Linked DNA regions of Mus musculus: regions 1, 2 and 3 are each linked to region 4. Evidence: chromatin contacts called from public ChIA-PET, HiChIP or PLAC-seq and promoter capture Hi-C data. All regions are on one chromosome and are shown on one strand. Each heading gives the region's core, a stretch centred on a gene start, on an enhancer-like site or on the middle of the called end of the contact. The rest is flanking DNA. Distances are from core to core; before and after follow the strand shown.

Region 1 (2,700 bases), core at 32-2,531, 230 kb after region 4:
CCTACCAGGAGGACATCCCGGCCTGGGACCTCCTACTTGGTACCTCTCAAGCGGCCTGGGATCTCCTACTTGGTACCTCTCAAGTTGTCCTACTCTTTGTCACCAGGAAGACATCAGGACAGACACCCCTACATTGTAGCTCTCTGACAGTTCTTCTCTTTTCCAGATGTAGGAGATTCAGTGGTCCCTCTCATCTCTTACCCTGTGAGCATCAGCATCACACACACACAGTCCGAGTCACTCACGTGTCACATGTCACAACAGGGTAAGAGAGAACACAGGGTTGCCAAGAATATTGACTAACTAGGATCTTGCCTCCTCTGGGTATGGAGAAGCAATTGATGGCTGATGTGGTCAGACTGAGGTACCCAGAGAGTAGTCTGGCCAAACCATTGTACCTCCAGAAGCTGTTAAAGGACATCCGGGCACACAGTGGTTGGAAGTGAAGACTTGGGGAAGAGAGGAGCCCTGGAGAGTGGGGTGGGGGCGAGCTCCAAATACTTCTGCTCCTCCACTGGGAGACAGGCACTGCTCCAGCCTGCTCTCCTTTCCAGAAAGCTAAGAGATACAACACCCCTGGCAGACAAGATGACCTGAAGGGAGATGGAAACAAGACAAGGCCCAAGAAGCCGAGGGTGGGGGGTGGGGTACCTGGAAAAAAAAAACATGCGCCTTGCTTCTAGATGCCAGAAAAAGGTCAACTCCTCTAGGAGATCAGCTTTGCCTTTGCAAACTAGTTTGGGCACCTTTCTATTTCTACTGCACCCACGCCCCCCGTAGCCCACCAAATAGATCCATGGCCTGCTGCTGTCTTGGGTCTGTGTCCCTAGTCCAGGGCTTCTCAAGCCCAAGGTTCTAAGTGTGCCGGTGTTCAGAGGGTTCCATGCGCTGAAAGGTGGGGAGGCAGGTTGGCCCGCCAGAACGTGGAAGTGGTTTGGGAACAAGGCACGGCCCCATCCCCCATCAGAGCCACCGCAGTCCTGCATCCCTCCCCGGGCTAGAGCACCGGCCCGTAAAAGCGACTTCAAAGGGCCGGTGCCTAGTGTCTGAGTTTCCACAGCCTGCTCGGCTCCTCAGCCAGGCAGAACTCAGACATCCAAGCGGACCCTATTCTGGGGGCTTCAATAAGCGGGTGGGGGGTGCGGGGTTTAGCCTGGGAAAGTGAGGGGCGGGTCCTCGGAGCCCCCAAAGTGGGAGGGTCGGGAGTCCGCGGGACCAATCGGTGTGCGCGCGGGGCGCGGGCACGAACGGAGGGGGGATCGGGGGCGGGCAGCCCGGGGGCGGGGCGCGGCGGCCAGGCGGCGGCAACAGCGGCGGCGACTCCTCCGTGTCCGGCTCCAGCTCTGGCTGCAGCTCCGGCCCGCGATGACCCACTCGGTGACCCTGCGCGGCCCTTCACCCTGGGGCTTCCGCCTGGTGGGCGGCCGGGACTTCAGTGCTCCCCTCACCATCTCGCGGGTGAGTCCGACCCCCGCGGGGCAGCGGGGTAGTCCCGGGGCTTAGACCTTGTCCTTGTAGTAGACCCAGGACCCAGATCCTCGACGTGTCGAAAGCTTGAAAGCAGAGTGTTGGTCTTGGTGACCCACATAATGTGAAGGGGGGTTCCAGCAGGGCAACACAGTCCCACCCCGCTTCCCGCACAGCCTGCCTGCCCCGTTTGGTGGTGAGAATCCCCAAGAGTTCATACACCAACTTCCCGCTGCTAAGTTTCTTTAGGGGAAGTTGCTGTGGGCCAGGGAAGAACCCTCAGACATGGGCCAGGAGTCTGGACAGCTCTACAGAGGCCCAGAAACTCCTCAGATCCAACCCTGCCTGAAGTTTTGGGGCAAAGTAACTGAAAACCCACTTCCCCTGTTAAAGGTCCGGGTGGCCTTAGGAGGGTCTTGCTGTCCTCGGAAGTCCACCCACTTCCCCACTCTGAACTTCAGTTTCTCCTCTCTGGCCTCAGTCACTCTGGGGGAAGTGACCAAGAGGGACTGTTAGCTTCCAGGCAAGGGGGAGACAATGAGGCATGGTTCCCCCTCCTTACAAACCAACACAAAGCCATGGACCAGGACAGCCTCAGCCCAGTTCCCCACGGGTCCCAGGATCATACCCTGCTCCTAGATCTAAGGCAGAGGCAAAGAGGAGGGGGCACAGCCCTGGAGAGGGAGTTGGTCTGAAGATAGAGCAGGGAGGAGCTCCGGCCTGAGGCAGGGATTCCCCAGCCTTGGAGCCAAAAGAGAAGAGAACCCAGGCTCTGCCCTTAGTGGCTCTGGGTCCAGAAGGAGGGGACAGATGTGGACATCCCTTCACCCCACAGAGGCTGCTTGAGTCTTTGGGGAAGTGTGTCGGGGGACTGGAGAACCACTTTGCTGCTTCTTCTGGCCCTGAAGGCTGGGCTAAGCTTTCGAGATTTCTTTTTCAGTTCTTGGGAAGAGGTAGTCACTGGGTGGGTGTGGAATTGTGGAATCCTCTATATGGGGGCCTGGGTGACAGGCAGGACCAGCTGTCCTAGGAGGCTTCCAACATCTGTCTTTACCACTAGGTCCCTGGGGCCAAGTGAGGTATGCCTTCAGCACATCCCTGTGACTTTCATCTCCTTGTTCTCCCTAGAGATCCCCGCTGGGGGTGGGAAGTGGGGGGGGGGGGGCAGAGCATCTATGTCTGCCTGGTGGGTCTGTGTATCTACAAAGAAAGAACGGTGAGGGTGTTAGGCCA
Region 2 (2,700 bases), core at 77-2,576, 190 kb before region 4:
CATATACTATCAGAAGCATCTGACATAACAATTAATCCCTCTTAAAACACTTTCCCATTGGCTTCCTCCAAAAGTACTTTCCTCTTAGCCGAGCAACTGGTCCTTTTCTATTTCATTGTGCCTACCGTGTTTCCAGACCTGACCTGTTAAAGTGTCTGGAGGCTCTTTTCTTCCTATTTAATAAATCAGCTCCATGCTTTTACTACCTTATGTCCATTAATGATCGTTCTCTTAATTCTAAAACCATGGGAAGATAAAGGAATTTAAAAAAACAAACAAACAAACAAAAAACAAACAACAACAACAACAAAAAAAAACACTGCTCTACTTCACTTCAAAGCACTTCCAGCACCTCAAATGCACAGGTATTCACTATCCTACTCACTCCCTGCTAGCTTAGGAAAACTCAGGAGTGCCTGTGCACTTCCCTTCAGTTGGTTGCTACAATTGTTCTGTAGCCTCTTAAGGATTTAGTTTCTTAATGAATAAACTGTCTGAGGCCTTTGACTAAAACAGGAAACTCCTCTAACAACACTGCATCTGTTTGCAGCTCCTGGAGCAGATTGTAAAGTAAGTTCAAGACACCTACCAAATTTTTGCCAAATGAATAAACACAATTCTTATTAAAAAGAATGCAAAGTAAAAGATAAAAATAAAATACAAAGTACTACACTTACCTGTTCTATTGCACTTTTTAATTTGTTCATGTGGCTTTCAAAGAGAGGAAAATGTGAAAAAAAGAATTCATTGAATTTGTTATTTTCATCTTCATCTTTGGATAATGAAAAGATTACCCCAATTGCAATCTTCTTTTTCCTCACAATTCCTGGATTAGGGCCACAACTTTCATCTGACAGATTAAAGCTTTCTTCTACAGACCTTAAAAATAAATGTTTTTGTTTAAAACATCAATAGTTTATTTCCTTGCTAATTCAATGTAGGTGAATAAAAGCTCTTCTGTTGTTTTATGAAATTAAATATAAATTTACAATGTTATAATGGCTACCTTTCTAAGAAATCTATTTTTCTTTTTTTTTTTGAAGAAACTTTACTAGAATCAAGTTGGAAATGGTTGAATCTTGCTTCTTACTAGAAGTCTTAAAGAAGCAGATAACTCCAATTCAAAAAATAAGCTAAAAATATCTGAATTTTAAGATAAAAGAGAACAAGTGAAATAAACGCGGAAACATGAAGTTTCTGAACCTACAGCTGTACTTTAGCAAAAGCTAAAGGAAGAAAATCTTGAGGCTGAGCAAGCTGCCCAGCCTGAGTCATGAAAAATTAGAGCACTAAACCACGTGGGACAAGAAGGGAAGCGCTTAACCACAGAACTCTCCAAAGAAAGCAAAGTCTTCAGAGTACTGACTTTGGCAATGATTTCCTGGATAGAACATAAATGTCACAGGCAACACCCACATAGAACTGGATGATGCAAAAAAAAAATGTATCAAAGCACATCATCATCAACAGCTGGCAAACACAATCTAGAGAATGGCAGAAAATATGTGCAAATCATGTATCTAGTAAGGAATGAATACCCAGAATATTCAAAGATGTCTCCTAACTCATCAACAACAACAATAAAATAAGCATGCTGGAACAAAGAGTTGAATATATACTCCTCTAAAGATGATGTATGAATGACCAAAAAGCATTTGTGACTCACTCCAGTTTCATTAGGATGGAAATTACTAAGGGGTGGGACTGAGAATGTGGCTTAGTGGCAGAGTGCAACTCAGTGGCACAATGCCTCATATAAAGGAAGTTAAGGGCTTCCATACACATAACTAAAAACAGAAAATCATGTGTTGGTGAACATACAATGATTTCAGAACTGTCTTGACATTGTTGCTGTGAATGTGAAATCATACAGTCACTATATGGCAGGCAGTTCCTTAAAAATTAAAAACAGACTGACTATATGACTCAGTAAACCCACTTCTGGGCATATACCCAAAAGGATATAAGGCTCAGACTGAAACTAATGTTTATATACCCATGTTCATAGCATTGTTGTTCACAGCAGCTAAAAAAGAAACATCTATGTATTCGCAAACAAATAGAGAAAAGGTATGTATCTATGTGTGCATTGGCTCATATGTACACATGTAGGTATGGATGTAAAGGTCAGAGGTTGACACTGGACATCTTCCTAATGATTCTCCACTTTATTTTCTGAGATGAGGTCTCTTCACTGAGCCTCAAGCTCATCAATTCAGCTAAATGTTCTGGCCAGCAATCTTCAGGAACCCTTCTGCTTCTCCTTCCCCAGTGATAGGATAAGAGAGGTGCACCTGAATCTTTACATGGGTAGTATGCTGGGGATCTGAACACAAATTCTCATGCTTACATAGCAAACACCATTCCTCCAGCCCCCCAAATGTACTTCTAGTGTAATGTTATTTAGCTATAAATATGATTTTCATATATATATGCTACAACATGGGTGAACTTCAAAGACACACTAAACAAAAAAAGCCAGCTATAAAAGGATAAGTACTTCATGATTCCACTTATGGAAGGTATTTATAGCTATTAAGTTTGTGGAGATTAAAAATAGTAGTGCTGGAGAGATGGTTCAGTCTTTATGAGAACTTAATATTTTTCCAGAGGACCCAAGTTTAGTTCTCAGCATCCATGTCAGGCAGCACAAAACAGCCTGTTTTTATGTATGTATCTCTGTGTGCACTGGCATATGTG
Region 3 (2,700 bases), core at 173-2,672, 160 kb before region 4:
AATTATACTAATCCTTTCTTGAATTATTAAAATACGCAAGATTAAGTTTCAAACAAATGATCAATGATGCTCACCGATACTGATGTGTCCTCATTTTTTCTCTTAACACTGGAGTCAAACAATACATTTCTCCCTCGTCTTTCACAGTCTTGATATACGATCAGTCGAATCTGACTTGGGTCAAATTCTGGCAAGGGCCAACTTGGGAAAAAAAAAAAGGATTCATTTGAGTTATTTTAATAAATATGCCACATATATTCTTATAACCAAAATCTTATCTGACAGACCCAGAAGCTGTATTATTACAGAAGAATATACAACTAATCTTTATGTAAAATGCTACTATGTGGGTCAAGGCTTTAAATAATTATATAGGTCTGATTTTTAAATTAAAAATAAGGGTACAATTTAAAAAAACAATTAGCTACTATCAACATATAAGATAGTCAACTTATATAAAAGGCTAACATATATAAAGGTTAAATATAAGCACAAATTACTAATAAAAATATGTTGGTCTCATGGAGAGATGACATAAGATTAAGTCATTTTATTTTTTCTTCAACACAAAAGTACAAAAATAGAAACAGGTTTGCAATAGGTCAAAACAGAGATTATGAGTAAAACAGGCACACAAAAAGCTACTGCATTTTCATTTAAATAAATGTTAAAACCTAGCAAGTTTCAGTCTAAGAATTTAAAATTGCAGAAAAAGAAAGAATAGTAAGCTGCAAGCAACTCTCTAGTCACTGCCCAGCCTGCTACTTACTCTCAATGTACTCAGGAAAGGAAGTGGAAAAAGTGGACAAGACAGTGAAGGGAAGAGGAGGACACTGACAGCCCTAAAGTGTGCAAAGTGCTTACCTCAAAGGACAAGGATGCATCAAAGAACACCAGGAAGGGGCATGCTGGGTGGATCGAGGCTAATTCCATCTCATCAAGACATTGCTGAAGTACATTTTTCAGTTCACAAAAAATATTTGGAAAAAAACATACTGCATTTGTTTTACAGACCTTTATTTGTGCATTAAGTGTCACAATTTAAAAGAATAATGTTGCTGTTGAAAACTGATAGAAGTGTGACCCTACATACCAAGCTCAAGCAGATATCTATCCTTAAGACAACACTGACTTGCATAACACAGGAAGGTACTTATAAAACTATAGAGAACAGACCAACTTAGGTTGAAAATCAAGAAGTGGTTTCATGGAACCGACTGAAATGTTCTAAGGAAGGAGTATAACCTCAGAAACTAAAAAGCATTCACCACTTTCAGAAACATCATTGGTGATCAAAGTGAGGAAAGTTTTAAGGAGTAAGATTTCACAGAACTGAAGGGGGGAAAAAGTCAACTGTCAAGAAAGGAAAGGCATTGAAAGCCAAGAGTGATGGGTATTTTGTTACTAAGAGGAAATATGTGGATGTGTTTACACTCTGAGGCAGTTCGAGGTAGAGAGGAAATTGCAGGCCTTTGAGGAAGTAGTGAAGTGAAAACTAAAGAATTAGCTCAAGAACTGGCTTCTCAGCCTTTGGCAAGTACCAAGTGAAGAATAAAAATAACTCTTGCATTAGACTGGGAAGAGAGGAGGGTAAAAAGGAGCATGGTGTTCTCTGGGAAGAAGTGTTGATTAGGAACAGTAAGACTTTTGAGCGATGCTCTAAGCCTACACACAGCTGACAATTATTGAGACTATGATTGGCCACAAACTGCCTTGCTCTTTCTAGAAAGCTCTCAGGGTGTTTGACTTTGAATCAGGCAGAGACAGGGTAAAGGATTTTGACAAACAAATGGGAGAAAAAGAAAAACGCTGAAGATGGAGCAGAAAACTGCAAGAATACAGCAGAAACTATGCATACTGGAGCCTAAATTAGAAAATAGTGAGACTCTGAGCTAAGAGAAGAACGGAGGCATAATGGTCAAGGTGCTAAAAAGACAGTGAGGATAACGATCAGTACAGACAGGCCACCAGAGAGGAAGAAAACCTCACAGTACATTGCTTTCAAATGTCAAGGAAGACAAGGAAGGCAGCAGTGCACAGAACCAAGTGTTACACAAAGGCTAAATTTTATAAAGACCAACTCAGCCATTTGGTGGGGTTATCAGTGGATAGGGGGGATAGTCAAGTAACAGTGAACAAAAAGGGCTAAGAAGAAGGGCACCAAGTATTTAGGATTCTAAGCAGATCCTCTGTGAAAGATGATGACCCAAGAACCATGGGTGATTTAACTCACCATTTAAACGGCATGGTTTGGAATTAAAAGGTATGTATGTATGTATGTGTATCTATGTAGTCAGGAAGAAACTGGGATTATCTTGAACTAAGACCTATGGTCACCTAGGCAGCCAGAACAGGTAAGATTATGAGGCTTTTCTCTTAAAAGACAAAGGTATGCAGATATGAAATGTGCAGGAATATATAAAGGGGAAACAAACATTTTTAAGGTTTACATTTCTAAATTAAGAGAAAGAATAGAAAAATAACTTAAATGTAGCTAGAGAAACTGGCAAATCAATGTTCCAGAAAAGTCACAACAAAGCATTCTAAGCAGGAAAGTTCCTAATGAACTATATAATATATTTAATGAGGTCAAGGAAAATGACCTACAAAGGAAAATTACTACAGATGTACATGGTTGAAGGAACAAAATAGTTATTTGAAGGTGGTCATTTTTGTTTTATCTGAAAAGCAAGAAGCATA
Region 4 (2,700 bases), core at 196-2,695:
ACATGATTCTCACAAAAGAATCAACCTCTGCCTTTCCTTTAGCTCAGAAACAACTTTGTCACCACCGCTGATGGTGCTATCCGAATACCAAATAAGAAATATTAGCATGGGGAGAGCATTTGGCCTGGGCTAGGCCAAGCATTTTCACGTACATTATCAGGTTTAGAGATTCTGCACAGAGCTGGGGCCGAGGTGGGGCTGGAAACCCTTTAGAGGTATTAGCCGGAGGCTTGGAGAGGGGAGAGGCCAGTGCTGAGAAGTAGTATTGGTAAGGGGTGGGCCTGTTGGGAGAGTACAGGTATGGGTGTAGGAATCTGGGGAAAGTACTATGCAGAGATTTATCAGGAGTCCTGTAGCTTCCTAAGAAAGAGGGTGCAAGGATGAGGGAGGGAAAGGGGTGAGGCAGGGGGGAAGCCAGGGTACAGCCTTGGGCAGAGCTAAGGGGCAAGTAACCAGTCTTGTCCTCTGGCTAAAGGGCAGCAGGGACCGCTAGTGAGAAAGGTTTCTGGCTGGATCAGGAAACCCAGGTCAGCTCTGCCGTACAATTCACCAAGGGACCTTGGTGGTGGTGGTGGGGGCAACATAACTTGGATTTTGGTCTCTAGAGATGGACACAGACACAAAAAGTCTGCCCTTCCCTTGGCACGGGGCCTAATCTGATCACCGGTTCTCACCACAAGGAGAAAGGAGCTTGAGAACGGAAGGGGGGTTATGGGGGTCTCAGCTAGTAAGGCCCTTCCTCCGGGCTGACCCAGCTGCTTCCCCAACGCTGCCCATGGACCCCCACCAGAATTGGGGGGCGCCTCGGGGACCTTGAAGGGACAATTCAGCAGCCGCAGCAGAGGGCTCCGCAAGGTGGAGATGTCACACCCGCACCCTGGGCCGAGATACTACAGCTTCCCGGAAATGGTGGTCAGGATCGGACCGGGACTTACCGGCAAACAGCCAGAGAGAACCCCCCGACACCAAGAAGAAGGTCAGCATGTCGGTGAGCCGGCCCAGCCCGGCCCGCACTGCTTCCCAGGCCCGCAGCCCCGCAGCCCCAGAGCCACCGCCGCTGCCGCCGCCGCCGGGTATTTTTAGCCCCCGCCTCCCCGCGCCGCTGCGGAGACCCGGCGGGAGGGGGAGGGCGCAGCGCGCGCTCCTCACGGAACCCGACTCCCAGCCCCGCAGCGCGCCGGGACTCCTGGGCAAAGAGACAGCGGCATCCGAACTGCCGAGCCCGACTGGGGGAGGGGCTGGGCCGCCCGCCCCGCAACGTTCTGGGGGAAACGGGCTGGAGGAAGGGGCTCACGGGCTCACTGCCGCTCCTACCTCACCGTGCCTCCACCCATGAACGACCCTACCTCCACACGACCGGCCTCCAAGGTTTTATGGCTAGGCAGGCTCAAATGGCAGCGGGGGTCCAGGGCTTCTGTCCCAGAAAGTGCACATGCTGAAGTGCCGGTTCCTGGCTGAGTCAGACGCCCCCTAGGACCTGATTTTGTAGTTGCTGGGAGCCACATCTGCAAACCCAAGAGGGAAGGGAGTGATGGGGCGGGGGGGGGGGGGGGGGCATCAAGGTGAGGCTAGATTGGATAATACCCACACTTAATAAGAATGCTCAAGGTCAGGTTGGAGGCCACACAAGGTCACGGGAAGACTCACCAGCTGCCATGTCCCCAGGCATGTCTCATGAAGACACAGGCAGCCACATGGAATCACAGGTGTCTCCCAAGGACACAGGCAGTGATGCATATGTGTGGTACATAAGAGCTCAAGTTCCTCTTAGCTGTGATAAATGGTCATACGGTCACTAGGTTGTTGGTGGTCTCATTGCTGAGCTGAAGAGTGAGCTGAAGAGTTGCAATCCCTTTGTCTGGGAACAAAAGGAGGAAGCCTGGCTCTGTGATTTTCTAAAATAATAAAGGTAGGTATTCTGATGGGGCCTCGATGGACATCTTCAAGTGGATTTCACCAAGGTCCCCTCGTTCTTCAAGCATTCAGGACTCATTAGGCTTCCAGCACCGAGGACAGCGCTCAAGCAGCACAGACCTTGGTCAGGCACTGGTTAAGACAAGGACCCATACCAGGAGTAAGAGGGAGAGAAACCAGACATTAGAGATCAGAAAGCAAGGGGTGGATAGGTGAGATTGGATGCTCTCTGTGCACTTGAACTCATATCTAGGCTTCAATTTCTTTGTGTGTGTATCTGTATGTGTTTATCTGTGTGTCTGTGTTTATCTGTGTGTCTCTCTATGTGTTGGGGAGGGGGTGGTCCTGCATCTTTAGTTTGGTATGTGTCTCTTGGCCTATCTCTGTGAACCTTAGAGATGTACAGTCTGCAGAAACATCTACAGTGAGTCTCTACAATAGACCATTCTTTCCCATTACAGGAACCGGGTCTTGGGAGGGCTGCTCTTGCTTGAAGCCAGTCTCTTCCTGGCAAGGGTTTTGCTGGAATCTTAAACTTGGCAGACACCTCTATGAGAGGATCATGGAGGTGATGTGGCAGGATTGTTCCCAGTGGGTGACACAGCAATCAGAAATCCCTCCTGCATTCCCAGCAGCAGTAGCGAACTAATTGAAGGCCTGCCTGCTCAGGTGGAGACCCCGTCAGGGGACACTTCTAGGCTTGGGAGAGGGCATAGATGGTTTCAAGTCAGACTGGCCTAGGGAGTTGGCCAGAATATCATCACACATTTTTTAAATATAATGAAG

Evidence for each region. Promoter capture Hi-C pulls out the DNA fragments that hold promoters and counts their contacts. ChIA-PET counts read pairs in DNA pulled down with a chosen protein or histone mark. HiChIP or PLAC-seq counts read pairs in DNA pulled down with a chosen protein or histone mark.
Region 1: a contact with region 4 is called in an HNF4G HiChIP or PLAC-seq map of pancreatic cancer cells. The contact joins the promoter of Pdlim4 here to the promoter of Acsl6 in region 4. A contact is called at or near these places in 1 of 39 promoter capture datasets (the C10 cell line), 1 of 484 Hi-C or Micro-C datasets (nephron progenitors), 7 of 115 datasets of contacts at active chromatin or transcription factors (bone marrow-derived macrophages, embryonic forebrain, embryonic stem cells and 2 more) and 3 of 9 other capture datasets (liver, macrophages and pancreatic islet).
Region 2: a promoter capture Hi-C map of hematopoietic stem and progenitor cells shows a contact between it and region 4, with 2.9 times the contacts expected there. The contact joins the enhancer-like site here to the promoter of Acsl6 in region 4. A contact is called at or near these places in 8 of 39 promoter capture datasets (the 3T3-L1 cell line, the C10 cell line, hematopoietic stem and progenitor cells and 3 more), 4 of 15 datasets of contacts at CTCF or cohesin (the NIH/3T3 cell line, large pre-B cells, pro-B cells and 1 more), 95 of 484 Hi-C or Micro-C datasets (the AML12 cell line, B cells, the C2C12 cell line and 50 more), 13 of 115 datasets of contacts at active chromatin or transcription factors (CD8 T cells, Th17 cells, effector CD8 T cells and 5 more) and 3 of 9 other capture datasets (adipose tissue, embryonic stem cells and macrophages).
Region 3: an RNA polymerase II ChIA-PET map of memory CD8 T cells shows a contact between it and region 4, with 21 read pairs. The contact joins the enhancer-like site here to the promoter of Acsl6 in region 4. A contact is called at or near these places in 2 of 39 promoter capture datasets (the C10 cell line and hippocampal neurons), 4 of 15 datasets of contacts at CTCF or cohesin (the NIH/3T3 cell line, large pre-B cells, pro-B cells and 1 more), 65 of 484 Hi-C or Micro-C datasets (the AML12 cell line, B cells, the C2C12 cell line and 39 more), 10 of 115 datasets of contacts at active chromatin or transcription factors (CD8 T cells, effector CD8 T cells, embryonic stem cells and 4 more) and 5 of 9 other capture datasets (adipose tissue, embryonic stem cells, liver and 2 more).

The regions. Positions count from the first base shown.
Region 1 is chr11:54,067,598-54,070,297 of GRCm38.p6, reverse strand. Pdlim4 (PDZ and LIM domain 4) reads left to right here and starts at 1,281. Exons shown (of 7, transcript NM_019417.3): 1 at 1,281-1,458. The coding sequence starts at 1,366.
Region 2 is chr11:54,491,372-54,494,071 of GRCm38.p6, reverse strand. It overlaps Fnip1 (folliculin interacting protein 1), which reads right to left. Exons shown (of 18, transcript NM_173753.4): 10 at 678-879. Among named protein-coding and RNA genes, the nearest start is that of Rapgef6, 30 kb to the left of the region's middle. Within about 2 kb of position 1,326, at least 102 of the 459 cell types and tissues checked have an H3K27ac peak or open chromatin away from gene starts, as enhancers often do. A contact at or near this core is called in the C2C12 cell line, CD8 T cells, ECoMG myeloid progenitors and 18 more, where this site is marked.
Region 3 is chr11:54,463,588-54,466,287 of GRCm38.p6, reverse strand. Fnip1 (folliculin interacting protein 1) reads right to left here. Exons shown (of 18, transcript NM_173753.4): 2 at 75-201. Among named protein-coding and RNA genes, the nearest start is that of Fnip1, 27 kb to the right of the region's middle. Within about 2 kb of position 1,422, at least 74 of the 459 cell types and tissues checked have an H3K27ac peak or open chromatin away from gene starts, as enhancers often do. A contact at or near this core is called in B cells, CD8 T cells, LSK cells and 15 more, where this site is marked.
Region 4 is chr11:54,302,569-54,305,268 of GRCm38.p6, reverse strand. Acsl6 (acyl-CoA synthetase long-chain family member 6) reads right to left here and starts at 1,445. Exons shown (of 21, transcript NM_001033598.1): 1 at 1,347-1,445. Gm51861 (a long non-coding RNA gene) reads left to right here and starts at 1,568. Exons shown (of 3, transcript XR_003949553.1): 1 at 1,568-1,909.